Linked DNA regions of Capra hircus: region 2 is linked to region 1. The links are chromatin contacts, called in public Hi-C maps. All regions are on one chromosome and are shown on one strand. Each heading gives the region's core, a stretch centred on a gene start, on an enhancer-like site or on the middle of the called end of the contact. The rest is flanking DNA. Distances are from core to core; before and after follow the strand shown.

The links. A called contact is a pair of places that touch in the nucleus more often than the background predicts.
Region 2: a contact with region 1 is called in a Hi-C map of blood, with 5 times the contacts expected there. The contact joins the enhancer-like site here to the promoter of SEMA4C in region 1. A contact is called at or near these places in 2 of 5 Hi-C or Micro-C datasets (both in blood).

Annotation. Positions count from the first base shown.
Region 1 is chr11:2,744,449-2,751,160 of ARS1.2, forward strand. SEMA4C (semaphorin-4C) reads right to left here and starts at 4,145. Exons shown (of 15, transcript XM_018054872.1): 1 at 3,932-4,145; 2 at 1,830-1,978; 3 at 250-398. The coding sequence starts at 1,938.
Region 2 is chr11:2,828,849-2,835,560 of ARS1.2, forward strand. No RefSeq gene overlaps it. Among named protein-coding and RNA genes, the nearest start is that of FAM178B, 33 kb to the left of the region's middle. Within about 2 kb of position 2,518, at least 3 of the 5 cell types and tissues checked have an H3K27ac peak or open chromatin away from gene starts, as enhancers often do.

The sequences.
Region 1 (6,712 bases), core at 2,895-5,394:
GCAGCAACATGGGGACTCCGGGTGGGAAGACACTGTCCCCACTCTCCGGGAGCTTATTCCAGAGAGGACCAGGGCCCCTGCTCCCCCAGCACAGCGGTCCCAGCGAGTGCTGCAGACTTGCAGGCGAAGCGACATGCTCACCAGGGAGGATGGAGCGGGGGCGGCCAAGCCCAGGGGACAGCCCGTCCAAGCGAAGCCCCCAGGTCCTTTCTCTCACCCCTGTGTGCCTCCCGCTCCCCCACCTCTCACCACTCCCTGCAGCTCCAGAGCCTCCACGCTGAAAGCAAACAGGGCCTCCCGGGCCCCGACGTACAGAAGCCCCGTCTTCTCGGTTAGGGTCAGCGTCAGGAAGTCCTGGATGCCCGTCTGGGAGAAGCGCCGCACCACCGTGGCTAGCTCTGCAGGGACAAGGCCGGAGTGACCAGGGCTGGGGTGAGTGGACCTTCCCGGGACTCCAGGCATCCCCTCTCCCCCAGAATTAGCCCTCCTCTATGCAGTGGTCACTGCACATTAGAGCCAGCATCCCACAAGCAGATGCCAGCCAAGCTCCTCTGACCAGCAATAAGGGGCATTTTCTGAATAGGCTTTTGATTCTGACAGCTCCACCCAAGCCTCCCTGGCTTTCCCCACCCAGGGAGGCAAATCTGGGCGGGAGAGGAGGAAGGAAGGAAGGAAATCTCAGCCAGAGGAAACCATCAGCCTGGTGGCTCTCACTCTCAGGGTCAGCAGCCACCTCCCCATCCCGCCTTCGCTTCCTCCGCCGCTGCGTCCTTCTCTGCTCTGCTGCCCGCTGCCCCCACCAGGGTCCAGCCTTGCCCTGGCCCTTGATCCAGCTGGGCAGGATGGACGGAAGTTGCGAGCATTCCTTGTCTCAGAGAACCCTTCCCTCCAGTGGGTCCCAAATGCAGGCTGCTAGGGGTACAAGCAGAGCGGGCCATGGAATGTGGAGACCAGGGCAGGGAGGGCGGGGTAAACCAGAGGCTGGGGACCAGAGATAGTGCTGCAGCCTGGGGCTGGGGAGACCTGTTGCCATCCGTTGAGCAGGGTGCCACGACATTCATGTAGCCACAGGATTCCCATGTCAACCCCCAAAATAGCTGCTGGACTGTCCTCAGGGTCCCCCTAAACCACCCTTAGTGTCTGGAGCCAACGATGGGCCCAGACACAGACCAGCAAGGGAGGGCTTCGCTAGCACAGAGGAGCCTGTGGGAGGTGAGCTCATCCCAGGTCCCCAGAGCACAGGGATGATACAAACACCTGACATCACCTCTGCATACAGGCGTGTGTGCACAGAAGGGCTGTCAGGCCACTGACCCCCTCCCCCACAGGAGCATGTGCACACGCACACACCCCACCCAGGGCCATCAGATGGCACGAGTATCAGGTCAGCAGAAGGAGAGAGTCTATCATATCAGGATCAGGGTTGCTAAGGGGGCTCCTGGGGGCACAGAGCTTGAAAATTTGGGAGTGGGTGGTAACACCCTTTGCTTCGTGCTTATCTTGGCTCAGGTTTCTCTCTTTAGGCTCTCAGTGCTAGGGATAATTCCAGAAGTGAGATGTGGGGAGAGAGGCACAGAACGATCACTCTTGGATAACAAGGCAGCCAGGTCCTAAGCATAAGGAGGGCCACCCCAGATCCTGGCCTGGACGACCAGTTCTGGGTTCCTAGAGCCACTCACTCACATTTCTTAGAAAGCTGTGTCACGTACATGAGAGCCTTGAGCCCAACTGCAGAATAAAGCCAGACGTTCCAGAAGGCAGTTCCTTAGCACCCCTCTTCCCCCAGCAGTCCCTCCTGGCCTTCTGCTCCCAAGCCTTCAGACACTCACCGCCAGAGGATACCGTCTTCCGGGGCACCAGGTTCCACCACACCTCAGCCCCAAGGCCCAGGCCCCACAGCTCCACTACCAGCAGCCAGACGGCCCAGTGTGGGGCCATGGCACACGCCCCGGCTCTGAGCTCCAGGCCAGCTGCCCTGCTGGGGGAAGAGAAAGGGTCAGAATCATAGCCAGAGAAAACAGACCGGAAGGGGGCCCGCACAAGCCGTGCCAGGAGGCACGGACAGGACAGAAGGTCTGATCAGGCCTGCCCAGGGCTCCCCCCGCCGCCCCAGCCCTGGGAGCCACCACCTCGTCCCCTCCCACACCTGGCCTCTTCCCCACAGCTTCCAAAGGACCATGGGGTCTCCCTGAGGGGACGGGGAGAGCTGAGTCAGCTGGAAGAGTGGACACTCAAAGATCCTCCGGCCCTCCCCCACTTTTCCTCTACAGGAAGTTGTTTAAGAAAATAAAGCGAGGACCCTCCTCCCCCACTGGGGCCTGACAGATTGGAAGGATTTCTTAAAATAACCTCTGCGATCAGGACCTGGCCCTACTGGGGCTCCAGCCAGCCCAAAGGGGATGAACCTGTAAGTGGGGCAGGCGGTAGGAAAAGCCCCCCAGAGAGGACTCGGTGCATCAGGCCTGCGGGGGTCGCGGTCCAGCCTCTCCCCTCCCCCAGCGCAGACAATAGCCGGGCAGAGCCCAAAACCCCGTTCCACATCACAGGGCTGAAGTGGGGCCGGGAGCTGGAGGGGCCCCATGCTTCCCGAGGCCCCTTTGTTGCCCAAGAAGGCAGGCAGGAAGTGGAATGGGATGGGCGTGGAAAATACCGGGGCTTCATCCTGTTCCACGCACAGCCTCCTAGGAGACACCAGCCCTCGGGCTGAGGGGTGCGGGACAGGTCTCTGGTCTCATCAGGGATCTTCCCTGCGGCGCTTTCAGGCGGGGGCGGGGGGAAGTAAGGACCTGGCGGGGAGCGTCGGGGGGTTCCTCCTGAACCGCGGGGGCGCCCGGAGCAGGGCCAGCGCCTGCTGCGCTCTCCCGGGGTCTGATGAGCCTTCCCAACTCAGGGATCGCGCCGGGACCCCGGCCGGGCAGGCCATCTGGATTAATGTCCACTGCTTCGGCCCTCCAGGGCACAGAGACACAGAAGCTGAAGATCTGTTCACCCCAAAGCAAAGGGTCCAGTTGGGACCCTGTCCTGGGTTCCCCGCGATTCTCCCCTCCCCCAGCTCCGGGGATTTGAATGCAAACAAAGCGGAGGCGCTGGGAGCGTGGCGGAGCCCGACCGACGGACGCCCCCTGTCGGCCCAGTTCCCCAGCGCGGGAAGGGCGGCGGGGGGTGGAAGGGGGGCGGGGATGCGTTCACCCCTCAACCCGTCCCCCCAACACACTCCCAGCCTTCTCTCGATTCCTTACCCCAGGCCCAGGCCGGACCCCGCAGCGCTCCGAGGCTCTGCCGGCACTACTCCTCCCAGGGCGGCGGAAACGGGCAGCCCCGGGGGTGGCGGTGTGTAGAGGGGTGCGGGTCCCGGCGGCGCGCCCCCCACCCTTGCCCACCCCGAGCGGCGGGCCGCGGACGGCGCCCCAGCAGCTGCAGGGCGAGCGCTCCAGGCGGGGACTGGGCGGCGCGGCTCTGGAGCCTGGCTTTCCAGGACAGCCCGCCTCCCCAGCGGAGCGGGCGCGCGGCCGGGGGCCGCGGCAGGGAAATCCGATCTCACAACATCGGCCTCCGTCCAAGCCCGCCCCAAACTTTCCGTCGGGGGTGGGGGAGCCGGGGGCAGTTCGGGGGCCTGGAAAAGATCGCGGGCGCGGACCGGACAGTACGAGGGACCCCCCCCGAACCCTGAGCCCCGTCCCCCCTGGCCAGTCCGTGCCTCCGGACGCTGGGGCTGCGGGCGCCACTAGCCCCGCTCCCGAGCCCCCGCGAAGCAGCCCGCGGGAGGCGCAGGGAGGCGCTCGGGCGGACAGCTGTCCTCGCCGCCGCCCCTCCCTGCGCCCCCAGACCCTGTCCCTCGCGCGTGTAGCGTCCCCTGCTCGAGTCTGGGGACAAAGCGGCGGCCCCGGAGAGCCCCTTGGCTCTGGCCCCGTGCAACCCCGGCCTCACTCACCTCTTCTTCGCTGCTCGAATCTCTGGGCGCCGCCCTCGCGTTCGGCTCCGACCACGGTCCGCCTCTGCCCGCGAGCCGCCGCCCGCCCGCCCGCCCGCGCGTGCCTGCCCGCCCTGCTCCGCTGCCCCTCTGCCACCGCCCCTCGGCCCGGCTCGGCTCGGCGCCCCTGGGCTCGGGCTCCCCGCGCCACCGCGGCGGGCGCCGGCTCTTTCTCCGCCGCTGCCGAGGCTCTCCGCCACCTCCCCCCTGACGTCAGGCGGGGTGGGGGATGTCGTCGGAGGCCGGGGGCGTGACGCGAAGGCCCGCCCCGGAGGGGGCTGCGACCCGCACGCCTCCCTGCTCCCTGCCTGGGGGCTCGGACCCCCGCCCTTCCCGGTGCCAGGCCGCCCCGCGGCCCCCGGCAGAGATCTGCGCCACCGCGCCGGGAGGTGGGGCGGGGGAGGGACATCGGGCCCTAGCAAGGCGGGTATCGGACTCACCCGGTTTTTCCGAAGTGTCCCCCTAAGCCAACCGTGCGAGCTGAGCAGCCCGGCTCGGGAAGGGATCTAAGAGGCTCCCCACGCTATGGTTACTGGAACGGAGGCGGGCGGGCCACCTCCTGGAGAGTATCCCAGGCTTCTCTTTGGGGCGCACCAGTGGTCTTTTGGCCCCCCGATTCTGTTTCCTTTCTTCAACTCCCACTGAGCCCTGCGATCAGACCTGAACGGACTTCACCAGCCAGGAAGACGGACACCCCACCCCCACCCCCACCCCCCACCCCCGCCTCAAATCTCCGGAGACCTTATGCCTCTTGTTTCTCAGGCTCCAGAAGGGACCCGCTCAGCGACCCCTCGTCCTGATCCGGGTGAAACCACCCTCGACTCCAGTTGTGCTGAGCGTACCCTCAGGAAATGACTCCTCCTGGTGCCGCTAGAAGGCTGAAGAGCAAGTGACCTGAGCCCTGATGTTCAGATGAAAGGGGCTGAGGGGAGCCTCCGCCCACAGCCGCTCCTAGAAGTACCTTGTAGCTCTGGCCTCCTGGGCTGTGCTGGGCTGTCCTCCTTGCCAGCTAGTTAGTCCTCTGAGCTGGGGGGTGAACAGCAGAACCCCAGGGAGGCTACCCCACTGGGACCTGGAGACAGATGCCACCTCCTAGCTAGGGACAAAGGGCAGAGGTGAAGAGACTGGTGGCCCAGTGGCTTGAGTGCTAACTTTAAGCATGGTGCAGCCCTGGAGGGGAGGGACCCTTTAGGGCCTTGTCAGCAGATCTGGATTATAAATCAGTCCCGACAGGAGCTTTTGTTCTGGGTTAAAACTTGGCATCAGAAAAAGTAGAGACCAGAAGAGTAGTGGAGATAATTGGGAAAAGCAGTCCAGTTTGGATTCAGTAACAATTGGGTCTTTGCTGGTATACATAAAGGCCCCTTCTCCTGCACTGGCCACAGCATTTCCCAGCTCCTTTGCACCAGAAAAAGAAAAAAAAAAAAAAAAAGCTGAGGCCTTGGAGATACTGGAGATAGAGGGTGAGCCAGTGAATCAGCAGGGGTGGGCAGGGAAGGCTCTGTTCCAGTTGACAGGGCGGGAGATGATGTGCGACCCCCTTGTCCCAGTTAGACCTTGCTTCCTTAAGGGCAGGTAAATCCATAGGCGGGTACCCTCATATTTGGGTCTGTGCTTTAGACTTTGCAACCTGCCTTCACTCTGCCCTCATGACCACCCTTTACAAAGTAGGCATTGCTTCTCTCATTTTATAGATCAGATGAGTGGCAGGAAGGCATAACCTGCCCAAAGTCACACTGATAACTAGCAAGGTCAGAATGTTAAATCAGGCTTTAAGACTCCTGATCCCATCTTTCCACTAAGTTATGGGATATCCCAACGTTTAGGCCACAGACACTTCGTTTTCTGCTGTCTTTTCTCACCTCTAGGTGTGAGGGTTACCAGGCCAAGACCTGAGCTCCTGGCCCCACCTGCAAGACTGGCCCCAGCGGAAAGTCTCTGAAGGGTTTGGTTTCACTGGCAGGGATGTCTTCTGTAGCTCGAGGCGGGCTTCTTGGTTCCTCATCACACAGCTCTTCCCTCTCCAATGCTCCTCGCCTGCTCCCCTTGCTCCCTTGCTCATTTCCTGCTGGATTCTGTTCCTTTCCAGTGCTCGCCTTTTCCGTGGGTGGGTGGGCAGGGGGTAAAGTTTCCTGCGTGCCTGTTTGCTCGTGATTCATACTTTAAAATGAGGGCTTCCCTGGTGGCTCAGATGGTACAGAGTCCGCCTGCCAATGCAGGAGATACGGGTTGGATCTCTGGATCAGGAAGATCCCCTGGAGGAGGGCATGGCAACCCACTCCAGTATTCTTGCCTGGGAAATCCGATGGACAGAGGCGGCTGGCGGGGCTACAGTCCATGGGGTCGTGCAGAGTCGGACTGAAGTGCAAAGTTGTACTTCAGTGCAACTGAAGTGACTGACCACACTCATATGGAAGGGGCCCAGCGTTCACACCTTAGGCCTTCACAGACACAGACCCTCTTACTTACCCCATTTGTTTAACTGCTTGTGGCCAAGAAAAGGCAGATGGACTAAATGCCTCACCACCTGCCCCCCCCACCCCAGCCGCCAGGTTCCCTAAGGACCCACTGGCAGCTCATGCTGGCCCTAGAGACAGATCTGGGAGTCTTATCTAGATAGCTAGGGGCCCCTTGTCCCCATGTTTTGGTTACCCGCCATGGTGCCCCTTCCTTTTAACTCCAGCTCACCAGAGGCTGCCTTTTGCCAGGAGCAGGGCCCAGGGTTCACAGTGGGGTTCTCTA
Region 2 (6,712 bases), core at 1,268-3,767, 83 kb after region 1:
GAAAAGAATCCACCTGCAGCGCGGGAGACGCGGGTTCCATTCCCGGGTCGGGAAGGTTCCCCTGGAGGATGGCACTCCAGTATTCTTGCCTGGAGAATCCCATGGACAGAGGAGCTTGGTGGGCTACAGTCCACAAGGGCGCAAAGAGTCGAACACAACTGAAGTCACTGAGCACGCATGCAAGGTTGAAGCCTACTCCCCCAGTACCCACTGTTCACCCCGCCAAAGCCCCGGGAGCAGGGAGGCCGGCAGGCAGCAGGAACTGGTTCCCATGGGGACTCAGGATGGCCCTTCTGGAGATGCAGTTGAGGGAGCAGGATTGGAGAAGTCTAACCCCCCAACCTCTGACTGTAGAATTAATCCCAGGTATGTGTGTGGGCCCTCAGCAGCCCTGTGGCCCTGCTCCCCTAGCTGCCTTTGCTTGGGGGTGGTCCCTTAACCCCTCATAGGCCAATTAACTCTTCTTCCTGGGGGTTTATTTGACCATGGAGAGCCTGGGGCATAGAGAGAAGCCAAAGTCTGTCCTAAGATCCTGACCTGTCTCCAGTGTGATTCCAGCTCCTGTGAGGCCCAGCGCTGTCCCAGCCCTTGGATCCCACGAATCACCCCTGCAGCTTCACAGGAGGCCCCCAGCACCGTCGGGGATCCCCCATGGATTTGCGCTTCTCTGAACTGGAGTCCTCACCAACAGCGTGAAGTACAGGGAGCCATGTCTACCTGAGATGTGTGTGTGCGCGTGTCACTCAGCCGTGTCAGACGCTTTGAGACCCCATGGACCGTAGCCTGCCAGGCTCCTCTGTCCACGGGGATTCTCCAGGCAAGAATACTGGAGTGGGTTGCCATTTCCTCTTCCAGGGGATCTTCCCGACCCGGGGATGGAACCCCGGTCTCCTGCATTGGCAGGTGGATTCTTCACCACTGCGCCACCGGGGAAGCCCTCAATGGACACCTGGGCCACCGCTGCCAGAATCGTCCTGTCCCTGCAGCTCAGCGTGCAGCCAGGCCTCAGCCGAGGTCTGCGAGAGAACGAGCGCTACTGCTGCTGCGGGAAGAGGAGCTCCAAGCGGCAAGAGAACCCGAACCTCGGAAGTGAGCGTCAGAGCCCACCCTAAGGCCTGCGGGGTGGTCCCCTGAGTGGCAGACATCAATGCCCTGCTCCTTCTTCCCTCCAGAGATAGAGATGTTGGGCAGGGTCTTCCCGAGAAGACGTCCCCAAGGCCAAGTGCACCCCTTGCATGGATCCGACTTCAGCTTTTGTTTCTCCTTTCTGAAGATGGAAAGCCTGACCCTTCCCGATGGTGTCCAGGCCCTGAGCAGAGCAGCGGGCGGGACCAGAAGGACAAGGCAGGCCACGGGAATTCCCCACTCGACCTTCACGCGAGATTGCTGAGCCCAGTTTACCGAGTGAGAGACGGAGACACAGAGCTGCTGTTAAATGACGGCCCACGTCACACAGTACTGGGTGGAGACGCAGGGCTGGGGGTCCTCTGCTGCCGCACCCCTCCCCCCACAGGCAACAGAGGCTGGGGAGAGACCAGGCGGGGCTCCCCTTCTCCCCACAGGCGACAGAGGCTGGGGGGAGACCAGGCGGGGCTCGTGCACTCCATGCTGTGCCAGGGTCACACAAGGACCCTCTGTGGCCAGCATCTCAGACCGGCTCTGTGTCTGTCGTGTGCTGTGCAGGCAGAGAAAAGCTGCAGGACAGGACAGGGAAGAATGGCCACTGTGTCCCCTGTGTCGCCCGGGGCCTAGGGGAGCGGCAGGGGGGGCAATGGGGAAGGACCCCAGTGGGAAGGAGAGAGAGCTGGAGGGCTGTTTCTGGAAGGCAGCCAGTCTGCCGAGGCTGAGGAGTCCCAAGAACGATCTGCCTCGCAATGCGGGTCTAATTTACAGCTGGGGTCTAGGCTCCAATTGGCAGGAATGAGACCAGCTAGAGCTTGGGACCTGCTGTCCCCAGCAGAGATGGTCCGGGGTGGGGATCAAGGCCTCATCCCCGTGCCCTGCATTCAGATCCCAGCAGCTGGTGCCTGGGCTTTCCCTGCTGGCTTCTCCTCACTGTCTTTCTCCATGTGAGGGTTCTGAGCCTAGGGCAGAAAGCATGTTCCGCCAAGGCAAAATGTTCTGGCAGTGACCAGAAAGGAAGGGGGCGGGGGGAAGACAGCAGCTGTTCTAGGCTTTTCCAGCTGAACCACAACTCCACAGCGAGCACCCCAGCTCCAGATCTACGAGGGCCTTCACACCTGCAAGGCCGCTGGACGAGGGCCCAGACCAGGAGCCTGGAGAACAGCCTGCACACAATGGGAGCACCTGTTGAGCGGGAATCACAGAGAGGCAACACCGTGCAAGGCACACGCGCTGGGGGGTCCCGGCGTGAGGCTACAGGCCGGTGCCTGCCCCTTCCTGACTCCATCACAAGTCTCCCTCCCTCCTCCAGCCTCAGCGAGGACCAACCCAGCAGCCCCACGGGCCGGAGGATGGGAGCCCCGCCCCGCCGGCCGGCGGCCCTCCCCCGGGTGCTGGGCCGGCTCGCTCCCGCCACCTAGCGGCAGTCGCGGTCCTCACCTGTAACAGCCACCGGAGCAGGGGCATGGGGCGGTCGCCCACGGGCAGGTAGACGCTGCTCAGGAGGCCCTGGCGCAGGAAGGTGAGCTGCCGGGCCGGCGAGGAGCTGCGGGGGCAGAAGGACAGAGCGGGGGGTCAGGGAGGCGACCCTCCTCCGTGACCCTCTCAGCGAGGCTGAGCGGGGGCGTCCGAGCTTTCCCGGGACTAGAAGCGGTCACCGCTCTGGACAAAGACGCTCAGGGCAGGCAGCTGCTAGAACAGAAAACAACCCACAGCGCCATTCAGAATCATCTGCTGTCCACGAACACGTCTCACAATGTCGTTCGCTTTTTTTTTTTTTTTTTTTTTGGCCGCGCCCTGCCAGGTTTGCAGCATCTTAGTCTCCCCGCCAGGGCTAGAACCCGGGTGCCTGGCAGGGGAAGCGCCAGGGAAATTCCCCTCTGAGTTTTACGCACAGGGCTGGGGAGCACAGTTTGTTTTTCCTGCTTGATGGAGCGGGAAACTGAGGTGCTCACCAGTTTTGAGAAGGGTCTGGGCTGTGATGAGAAGCGTGCCCGGGAGCCTCGCCTCTTAGCCCGGCTGCAGCCGGGGTAGAGGATTACCCGCTGTGGGGCCGGCGTCTGGGTCCGGTTACACAGAGCATGTCTGCCCCATCTTGTGTTTTTCCAAAACAAAGGGGACACCTGAGAAGACGGGAAAAGAACAGACGGGGCCCAGGGCGGGGAGATCTGGGGAAGGAAGTAACAGGGAGGCAGAGGGGTCTTGGGAGACCACGTGAACCGCGAGGGTCCTGACCGGGGGTGGCGGGTGGGGGGGGACCCCGTGCTTCTGGGGCCGTGATTTCAGGGCGGGCTGTCAGGCCTCACCCTCCTGCCCTGAGCTGCTGGCGTGGGGAGGAGCTCTGCTTTGAGCTCACTGTCACCCTGGGAGATCATCTGGACCCATGGGACCCCAGATCCCTGGACGAGGAGTCGGATTTCGTGTGATTTTCAGGCCTCTGGTGGAAGGTGCTGGACTTCACTCCCCTCCTGTACTCCTGGCATTCTGCGGAAGTTGGGTTTGGGGTTGGATCCTCCCTGGAGGACAGGGAAGACTGGCATTCTGAAGTCCATGGAGTCACAGAGTCCGACACGACCTAGCGACTGAATAACAACAACCTAATACTCTGAGTCTGGCGAATGCCTCTTTACTCTCTTTCTAGATAATGTCCTAAAAGCAATTAATAAGGATTCCAGATAAATGAAACCGTTAACTTCATGTCCATTCTTCTTTTTTTAACAACCAAATCCAGGCAAAGAACATTTCGGACGGCATTTAAAGTCATGACTCTAGATAGAAATTTCCTCGGTCGGCTCACCCTCCTCCTCCTCCTCCTTTTTAAAAAGGACATCATATTTTAATCTGCCAGGAACAGAATGCTCCAAAACAAAGATGCTCCTCCAAGCCAAGTTGCTGTCTCTTTGAGTATATCCAGGCAATTTACAAATTGTGTCGTCCCCCACCCCCCCCACCCCCCCCCCCCCACCCCGCCAAATCATTTAAGTTCAGAGGAGAAAGCAGCTTTGTTCCTGTGTCTGTGAAGCTGACCATTCTAAAACAGACCTTTATTTGTACATACAAACACGTGTGCACCCCAGGGCTGCTGGCACACGCCATTTCTGCCCCACATGCTCAGTCACACAGCCACTTCCAACTGCTGACCCGGCTATGCCTGTGTGGCTCATGCGCAGCCCCCCAAATGCAGACTACAGCCAAGCCAGCCGCGTCTGGAGGGCCTCACAGGTTGGCAGGGCCTGGCTGGGGGCCATGTGGAAGGAGGCCGGCGCTCCAGGGACTCCAAGACGACGCTGGCTCTGGCATTCTGCTCAGGGGGCACCCGCCAGCTTCTCTGTAGGGGAATGGATTCTACAAGCCCCTGTCGGCTCAAATCAACACATTTCCAACTGCTGCTCAGAGGGAGAGACGCCTCTTGGTTGACGACGTCTCCCTTCTGCTACACACTTGGCAGTGCAGTTTCTGCCAGAGGAAGGATCAGTCTGCCTCGGGGTTCACGGCTGCTGAGTTAGGCTTGGTGTGTAGGATCAGGGGTCAGAGACAGGCAGCAAAGGGCGTGGTTCAGCCATGCCTGCAAGCAAACAGCTGTCAAAGAATTCAGCTAGACGAGATGCGAGGAATCTCCTTGTGAGTGTGCTCAGTGAAAGGGCACTGCTGCCTTACCTTGGCTGGATCGCGAGCCCTGCCACCCTTCAGGGGAAGGATAGAGAGATGGCAGGAGGAACCTCCTGCTTGGTGGAAGGGCAGGGAGAGGCCTGGCAGGCACAGACCACCCTGATCCGAGGGAGGAGAACGGTCTGCAAGTGGGGAGGCCCCCGGGGGGAGAAGGTGAGCGGGTTACGGAATCCACTGAGGTTCAGTTCAGTTCAGTCGCTCAGTCGTGTCCGACTTTTTGTGACCCCATGAATTGCAGCACACCAGGCCTCCCTGTCCATCACCAACTCCTGAAGTTCACCCAAACTCATATCCATCGAGTCCGTGATGCCATCCAGCCATCTCATCCTCGGTCGTCCCCTTCTCCTCCTGCCTCCAATCCCTCCCAGCATAAGTCTTTTCCAATCAGTCAACTCTTCACATGAGGTGGCCAAAGTATTGAAGTTTCAGCTTCAGCATCAGTCCTCCCAATGAACACCCAGGACTGATCTCCTTCAGAATGGACTAGTTGAACCTCCTTGCAGTCCAAGGGACTCTCAAGAGTCTTCTCCAAAACCACAGTTCAAAAGCATCAATTCTTTGGCGCTCAGCTTTCTTCACAGTCCAACTCTCACTTCCATACATGACCACTGGAAAAACCATAGCCTTGACTAGATGGACCTTTGTTGGCAAAGTAATATCTCTGCTTTCGAATATGCTGTATAAGTTGGTCATAACTTTCCTTCCAAAGAGTAAGCGTCTTTTGATTTCATGGCTGCAATCACCATCTGCAGTGATTTTGGAGCCCCCCCAAAATAAAGTCTGACACTGTTTCCACTGTTTCCCCATCTATTTCCCATGAAGTGATGGGACCAGATGCCATAATCTTCGTTTTCTGAGTGTTGAGCTTTAAGCCAACTTTTTCACTCTCCTCTTTCACTTTCCTCAAGAGGCTTTTTAGTTCCTCTTCACTTTCTGTCATAAGGGTTAGATGTACAAAAAAATCCCTGGCAAACTGAGAATGCTGACACAGGATCCGAGCGGGCACCTGTGCCTGTGCCAAAGCCAACGCCAAGGTTGGAAGTTATCCTGAGAATGTCAGAATGCCATGGGGTGAGCAGGGAGGAGCAGAGCCTCCTCTTGGAGGCAGATGCTGCTCAGGCCCAGCTGGGCGTAAAGCCCCAGCTGCCAGCCCTGAAGATCCAGGGAGGGGAGGTCCCCGCTCCCACAAGGAGTGGCCATGGTCAGAATGTGCTATTCTCCAGCCCTGGGGGCAAGGACACAGGGCAATAGGAAAAGAAGGAAGGAAGACAGGGTGCGGGGTGGCGGGGGATCAGCAAGAAGGGGGAATCGCACAGAACAAAGACCCCAGCCTCAGTCAGCATGCTGGGCTCCTGGCGGAATTCTGATCTTCTGCTTGGACTGTGTGTTCCTGATAAGCCCCAACTCAGGATCTCCCAGCCCCCATCTCTGGTCTAGTTTACGGGCAGCAGTCCCAGGGGGCAAAGTCTCTAAATGCCTCGGGAATCCCAAGAAGACTCTTGAGAGTCCCTTGGACTGCAGAAGGATAAACACCGAGTGTCATTATTTACAGGGCATCAGTTTCTGCGCCTTTGCCAGGCCACTAAGATGAAAGCTTCAGTGAAACGCCGAGGGAGACCAGCCACCAGTAACGGTCCCAGTGCTCTTCTTTTTCTTTTGTTTAAAGATCAGCGAGCGGAGGGCTTCCCTGTGGTCCAATGGTTAACAGTCCACCTGCCAGTGCCGGGGACACAGGTTCACTCTCTGGTCCAGGAAGGTGCTGTGAGCCGCGGAGCAACTAAGCCGCGCGCCACAACTGCTGAACCCATGCGCCCTAGAGCTCCACGCTCCCCAGCAAGAGAACCACAGCAAACAGAAGCCTGAGCACCGCGACTGCAGAAAGCCTGAGTGCAGCAACGGAGACCCAGCACAGCCCCAAATA